Linked DNA regions of Macaca mulatta: region 1 is linked to region 2. The links are chromatin contacts, called in public Hi-C maps. All regions are on one chromosome and are shown on one strand. Each heading gives the region's core, a stretch centred on a gene start, on an enhancer-like site or on the middle of the called end of the contact. The rest is flanking DNA. Distances are from core to core; before and after follow the strand shown.

Region 1 (3,091 bases), core at 19-2,518, 53 kb after region 2:
AGTGGCCCCGTTGTCACTGGTCCAATTGTCGTGGTCAAATCAATGCCAGTTTTGTGCACAGCATCAAAGTGTGTGTTTTGTTTTTGGGGCACCGTGTTTCACTCCTGACCAGCCTGGCCAACATGGTGAAACCCTGTTTCTACTAAAAATACAAAAATTAACTATAGCTATAGCTTACGGGAGGGAGGTGCTCTTTCCTCTTCTGGCATCCCAGTTCTTTATACACCCACCTCTCTACTCCTATGCTCCGCCCTTGTGATTGGAAACCAGCAGCTACTCATTCACTGCAAAGGAATGTCCTGAGGCATAATTACAGAGCACATGGACTTTCCCCGCATTCTGTATTCCAGTTCTCTGCTGCCCTGCGGCGTAAAGCAGGGCTCTCCACTCCCTCACAATATCAAGCAATGACCATGTTCGTGGCCTGGGTCTGCACTGCGCGTCCCAGTGGAAGATGAAATAACTTCCCTGATTGGTGTGTGTGTGTCTAAGATACGCTAGTGTTTCGTGGGTCCTGGGAATGACAGTATAGGTGGGAGACAAAGGCAGAGATGGAAGATAATTGTGAGTGGACGTGCAGGGAGGAAGATACAGCCCTGCTGACCTCAGGGAAACCCACCGCAACGAAGGAGCTCTCTGAGTTTGCACACATTTGAAGAATTAAGAGGCGGGGCATGCTGCGTGTGTGTGTTTTGGGGACAGAGAGAGTGTGAGAGTGTGATGTGGGGGATGGCTGTGTGGCTGGCTGGCAGGGAGGGCAGCTTGGATTGGGGTTGGTAGAATATCCAGGCTCCATGCTTTGAGCAGGCCAATTTATTTGTGAGACTGTTACATTTTCTCCTAGAAAATAAAACAATTGGTCTACATTGTCTCCATCTCCCTGAGCACAAAAACCCTGTTATTTGGTTCTGTGGGTTAGGAGTCTAGGTTTGGTGGTGGTACCCTGGGGTGCTGTTGTGGGGTTTTTTTCCTTTCTCTGCTTTTTTCCGGGGGTACTGCTGTCTCCCCCCGGCTCAGGCCCCTACCTCACACCTGGCCAGCCGGTGCTCTAGCCAGTGGTGGCACACTGCTACAGCGTGAAGGAGGTGAAAGCGGGAGGAGGATGAGGAGGAATGTGGGTGCGCCCTTCTGGCTAGGGTGGGCAGGAAGAGCCTGGCATCTGTGGTGTTGCTGCAGCAACAGGAAGGATTTGATTTGGGATGTGTCGTTCCTGGAGGCCTGCTGCGTGTAGCTGGCAGGCCCTGTAAGCTGCTTGTTCATTGTGAAAGGATGGAAGTGTGGGGACGGGCGATAGACATCAGCCGGCTGACTAGCCTAGGCACACTGACTCAGGCTAAGTAGTGCCCTGTGAAAACAGAAGGTCTGAGACCCTCCTCCTGCCAGCTTTTACATGAATTAGGGAGATTCTGTAGGGTAATAAACAGTGCCAGCTTAAGGCAGAGGAATCGTGCTGCATGAGTGCAATGGGAAGCCCTTTGGGTGGTGTGTGTGAACACGCTGTGTCTGGATGCGAACTGCAGGCTGGTGTCTAGTACTGAAGATAAGCAGAGGTGGGCTCAGTGCTTGAAGAACCTTCCCTGATGCCCCCAACTGAAACGCTTGTGTCAGACTCACCCCTGGTTAGTCTGGATGACTGTTGGCAGTAGGGACTGTCCTGCCGGAAGCTGGGGTCAAAACTTTCAAATATATGCAAAATAGAGAACAAAGTAATGGAACCTCCGATGTTCATCATCGAGCTTCTACAATTACCTACCTTGGGGCAATCCTATTTCATCTTTTTCCCCACCCCCAGCTCTCCCTTGTTACTCCTTGCTGTATTTTGAAGCAAGTAGAAGCTTTTACATTTTTAAAGTTCACCTTTAAGCTCAGGCCAGAACAAAACCGTTTGACCTCAATGTTTCTAGCCCTGCAAAGCTCTCTTGCTGCTCTGACATATTAAAGGGCTCTGTAGTCTGTCCACGGTACGGCTGCAGGCACTGTCTCTCTTAAGACTGCCCACGGTTTTCTCATCTCTCTAAGGGTAGATACATACCATGGATTTCTTGTTTTCTTTGTAATATACATTGTTGGGAGAAATAACACGATTAAACTGATAGTGACTCAATGTACATGGTAACTTTTGGGACTGAGAAAAAATGATGTCCCCTATGTTTGACAAATTTTTAGATTTTTTTTTTTCCCCCTGAGACAGAGTTTTGCTCTTGTCGCCTAGGCTGGAGTGCAGTGGTGCGATCTCAGCTCACTGCAACCTCCACCTCCCAGGTTCAAACGATTCTCCTGCCTCAGCCCCCTGAGTAGCTGGGATTATAGGCACCTGCCACCAGGCCCAGCTAATTTTTTCTATTTTTAGTAGAGATGGGGTTTCGCCATGTGGGCCAAGCTGCTCTTGAACTCCCGACCTCAGGTGATCTGCCCGCCTCAGCCTCCCAAAGTGCTGGGATTACAGGCATGAGCCACCACGCCCAGCCAAATGTTTAGATCTTTAAGAAACTGATTCAGCAAAATTTTGATAGAAACAATGAAAAACTCCATGCCACAAGCTACATTTAGTAAAATTTGATATGGATGAAACTGTTTATTCAATCAAATCTGTTTATTTGAAATAGAAAGAAACCAATCTTCAGGAGAATAATTTTGACTAAATAAGCTGAAAAATTAGAAGCACCTGGGTGTGAAAAAATCAAGGAACTAAATGGGCTTAATGGAATTCTCCCCAGAAAATGTTTTCAAATGAAACTTTGTTCTGGGATAATTTGGATTAAAATATATGCCAGACATCCTCAGAGGTAAAACGGTGCTATCAGAATGGCCAGATTCTATCTCTGGTCCTCTTCAACGAAGCATCATTCAGGAGTTGAAGGAGGAGTTCAGGATGGGCAGCTTGCAGGCTGGAAGGACTCAGGCAGTCCATGAACTGCCAGGTCCCTGGGATTCCTCAGAATATAGGCAGGAAACCATGGCTTTAATACAGCTGAGAGCAGACATCCTTGTCTCTTGTCCATTTTCATGTTTGTCCTGTCCATCTCTCCCTCACTGAGACCCCCCAGGGGTTACTGACCATGTTTTCAAAGGTTTTTGATCTTCCTTGGTT
Region 2 (2,991 bases), core at 107-2,606:
GCTGACTCATCCTTGATTTAAAGAGCAATGAGCAGGTCTGACCTTTTTAGAAACAAACCATGGCACTACCTCCAGAAAATAGGACAATTTTCCTTTGACAGTGGACTATAGTGCCAGCGTGTATGGGGTGGTGCCTTTCCCTAGGAGTAACCCTCTAGCCTACTTTTTGATAAAACCACCAGAAGCAGGACTATTTATTTATTTGAGAAGGTGTCTGGCTGTATTGCCCAGGCTGGTCTTGAACTCCTGTCCTCAAGTGATCCTTGTATCCTGGCATCTCAAAGAGCTGGGATTACAGATATGAGCTACCATGTCGTGCCAGACACAGGTTTTGTAAGGTGGTTTTGATGATAGGTTCTCAGAAAGAAGCTCCATTCTCAAGCAAATTTGTCCACCAAACTCAGAGCAGATGGGCTACAGGCCTCCGTGTAGAACATGTGCACGTTCTGCATTTCTCAAAGGAAGGAGATGTGAGCAGCTATGTGCTCACCTGCTTTGCCAAGGTCATCCTTTGGGTTCCCCTGACATCACAGTGGCCCTGACATTTCATAAAAGCACACACATGCCTCTTCAGTTTGGTCTTTTCGGATGCTGTGTCTGCCAGGCCAACTCTGTCTCCCTACTTGTTGATGGTGGGCAGGAAGTCTCACTAATTCATAAATTCTTGGCCAGAGTGTGCCCATCAACAGGGGTTACACTTGCCACCTCCTTAAAAAGGCTGTGTCTGCCCACAGGCATCCCAGCTCAATGCATTCTCCATGCTTCCTGGCTATTCAGGTAGGACCGCCGCACCTCTGTGTTTGGTACGGGGCTCGCCCAGAGAGGCCGCAGCCTTCGGCGATGCATCCGTGCACGGAGCTGCAGCTGGCTCTCCTCTCTACACTCCTGTGTCTATATAAGCGCACATTTTAGTTTGCTTTTCTGGGGAAATCTTTGAGTAGGTGCCATTCCCAAGGTTCGCTCAAGGGGAGGAATGTGCCTTTGGGTACAGGGTTTCGGCAAGTCTTGGTCCTGAGGTCCAGGGTCACTAAGCCCAGGCTTCGGAAGGCGACTTCAGCGTGAAAACACCCCACGCCTCCTACCACACACAACGCGCTTCGGAGGAGGGCGGGAGAAGGGGACTCCCGAAAGCGGGAGGCTTGCGTTACGCAGTTGAGATATATCCGGGCTGCTAAGTTACAAGGGGGTGGGGGCTCTCCTAATTTGCCACCTTGGAGATGTGGAGGGAGCTGGGGTTTTGTGACGGAGACCTGGGTAGCTGGGACTGGCCGAGGAGCGCGCGGCCGGGGCGGGACGGGGGCGGAGCGGGCGCTGCGCTGACTGCCGCGGCAGAAAGGGGGCGGCCGCGCCCATTTCCTCTGCTCCGCCGCGGCCAGAGGGATCCGCATCGGCGAGCTGTGCCTCCCGGGTGTCGGCCCCGGCGGCTCCCTGATCGTGCCCGGCTGTGGCGAGGCGGCTCCAGCCCAGCCTGTGGCGGCCGCTACCTCCAGGGCGCTCCGGAGCCCACTGCGCGGCGCGCGTGGCGACTGCCCGCATGGACGCGGCACTGAAGCGGAGCCGCTCGGAGGAGCCAGCCGAGCTCCTGCCGCCTGCACGGGACGAGGAGGAGGAGGAGGAAAAGGGGATGGAGCAGGGGCTGGAGGAGGAAGAAGAGGTGGATCCCCGAATCCAGGTAGGGCGCGCGGGGTCACCCCGCATCCGGGCTTCGCGAGGGCTGCTGCGGAGGTCGGCGTCTACGCGTACATCCACTTCGCAGCCCCCAGTGACTGTGGTCTGGGGACTGGCGGCCACATACGGTGGCAGGAGACGATCTGTATGCTCTGTTTCATCGTCTCCACAATGAGGAGGCTACAGTGCCCGCGTGGATGCGGCCTGACTCTATTGCGGGGAGCCCCCCGCAGACCCCTAGCAGGATCGGGGTCGCCGCAGAGTGCCTGGTGGTTCGGGCGGATGTGCAACAAAGGGAAAAAGGGGGCGGGGGCGCCATGGTATCCTCGGGGGTACCCCCCGCCCGGCCACCACGGCACCGCGGGCAAGGCATGGCCTCCAGGCTCTGCGAGGAGGGGTCGCCCGCGTGGGCGCCGGGCACCGTAGGCGGGTGGGCGTTGCCCGCCCCTGCAGCGCGGGCTGGCACTGGTGCCCCGGGTGCAGAGTCCTCACCTGCCAAGGTGCCCGGCCTGAGCCGTTTTCCTTCTCTGATTCATTGTTAGAGAACTGAGCGTCTTACTGTCACCACCGGCTCAACGTTCCGCCTGGCCTGAAATTGCTTAAAACCCTGCTTTTCCTTGTTGTGAGGCTGGGCATGAACAGAAATCAGGGACAACTGATGCGCAAAGCTGACGCGTGGAGGCGGCGAGGGGATTGGGCTGGCTGACTGTGCCTCCATTTCCAAGAGAGATGATTAAAAAACAATTTCCAAGCCGAGATCTAGGAGTGACAGTTTAACCTCTTCACCCCGAAGCAAAAAGCAGAGCAGATCCCTTTCTAAGACCCGTTTTATTCTACCTTTTCAGTAAATCATTTTTAAAAAATTGCTTTTAAGCATGCTCTGTAATTTCTGGATCCCTAATTGGTTTTTTAGTGCACAGATCAATTTAAAAGCTCACTTAACTCAGTGGTTAGGGTTTAAATGAATTGTTTTGTCAGGTTAGCAAGATAAAGATCAGGTGGAAAAAAAAAACCTTGCATTAGGAATGCTATTAATTAAAATAATTGGTTTGGAATAAATCGTGTGTTATTGGTATGGGATTATGTTAGCAAGATCCTTTGTTTGCATAGTAAAGATGAGTTAAGTTCATGTTGGATGCTTTTTACAAAATGTCAGTTTGTAAATGTTTATTGAAATGAATGGGATTAAAGCTAGTTTAAAACATCCAGCTAAGTAGGTTGAATAATTGGCAGTGTGAAAAGATTTTCACCCTTTACAGAAAAATAATTCTGGTGAGTTAATACCAGAATTCTGCCCTTGATGATTTCACTGGGTTTATATTT

The links. Hi-C and Micro-C count contacts between places; a contact is called where the count stands out from the background.
Region 1: a Hi-C map of cortical neurons shows a contact between it and region 2, with 2.0 times the contacts expected there. The contact joins the enhancer-like site here to the promoter of SH3BP5 in region 2. A contact is called at or near these places in 5 of 14 Hi-C or Micro-C datasets (CD4 T cells, blood, cortical neurons and 2 more).

The regions. Positions count from the first base shown.
Region 1 is chr2:33,206,838-33,209,928 of T2T-MMU8v2.0, forward strand. All of the region lies in intron 3 of SH3BP5 (SH3 domain binding protein 5), which reads left to right. Among named protein-coding and RNA genes, the nearest start is that of SH3BP5, 53 kb to the left of the region's middle. Within about 2 kb of position 1,269, at least 14 of the 40 cell types and tissues checked have an H3K27ac peak or open chromatin away from gene starts, as enhancers often do. A contact at or near this core is called in cortical neurons, where this site is marked.
Region 2 is chr2:33,153,693-33,156,683 of T2T-MMU8v2.0, forward strand. It overlaps SH3BP5 (SH3 domain binding protein 5), which reads left to right and starts at 1,357. Exons shown (of 9, transcript XM_015132213.3): 1 at 1,357-1,672. The coding sequence starts at 1,535.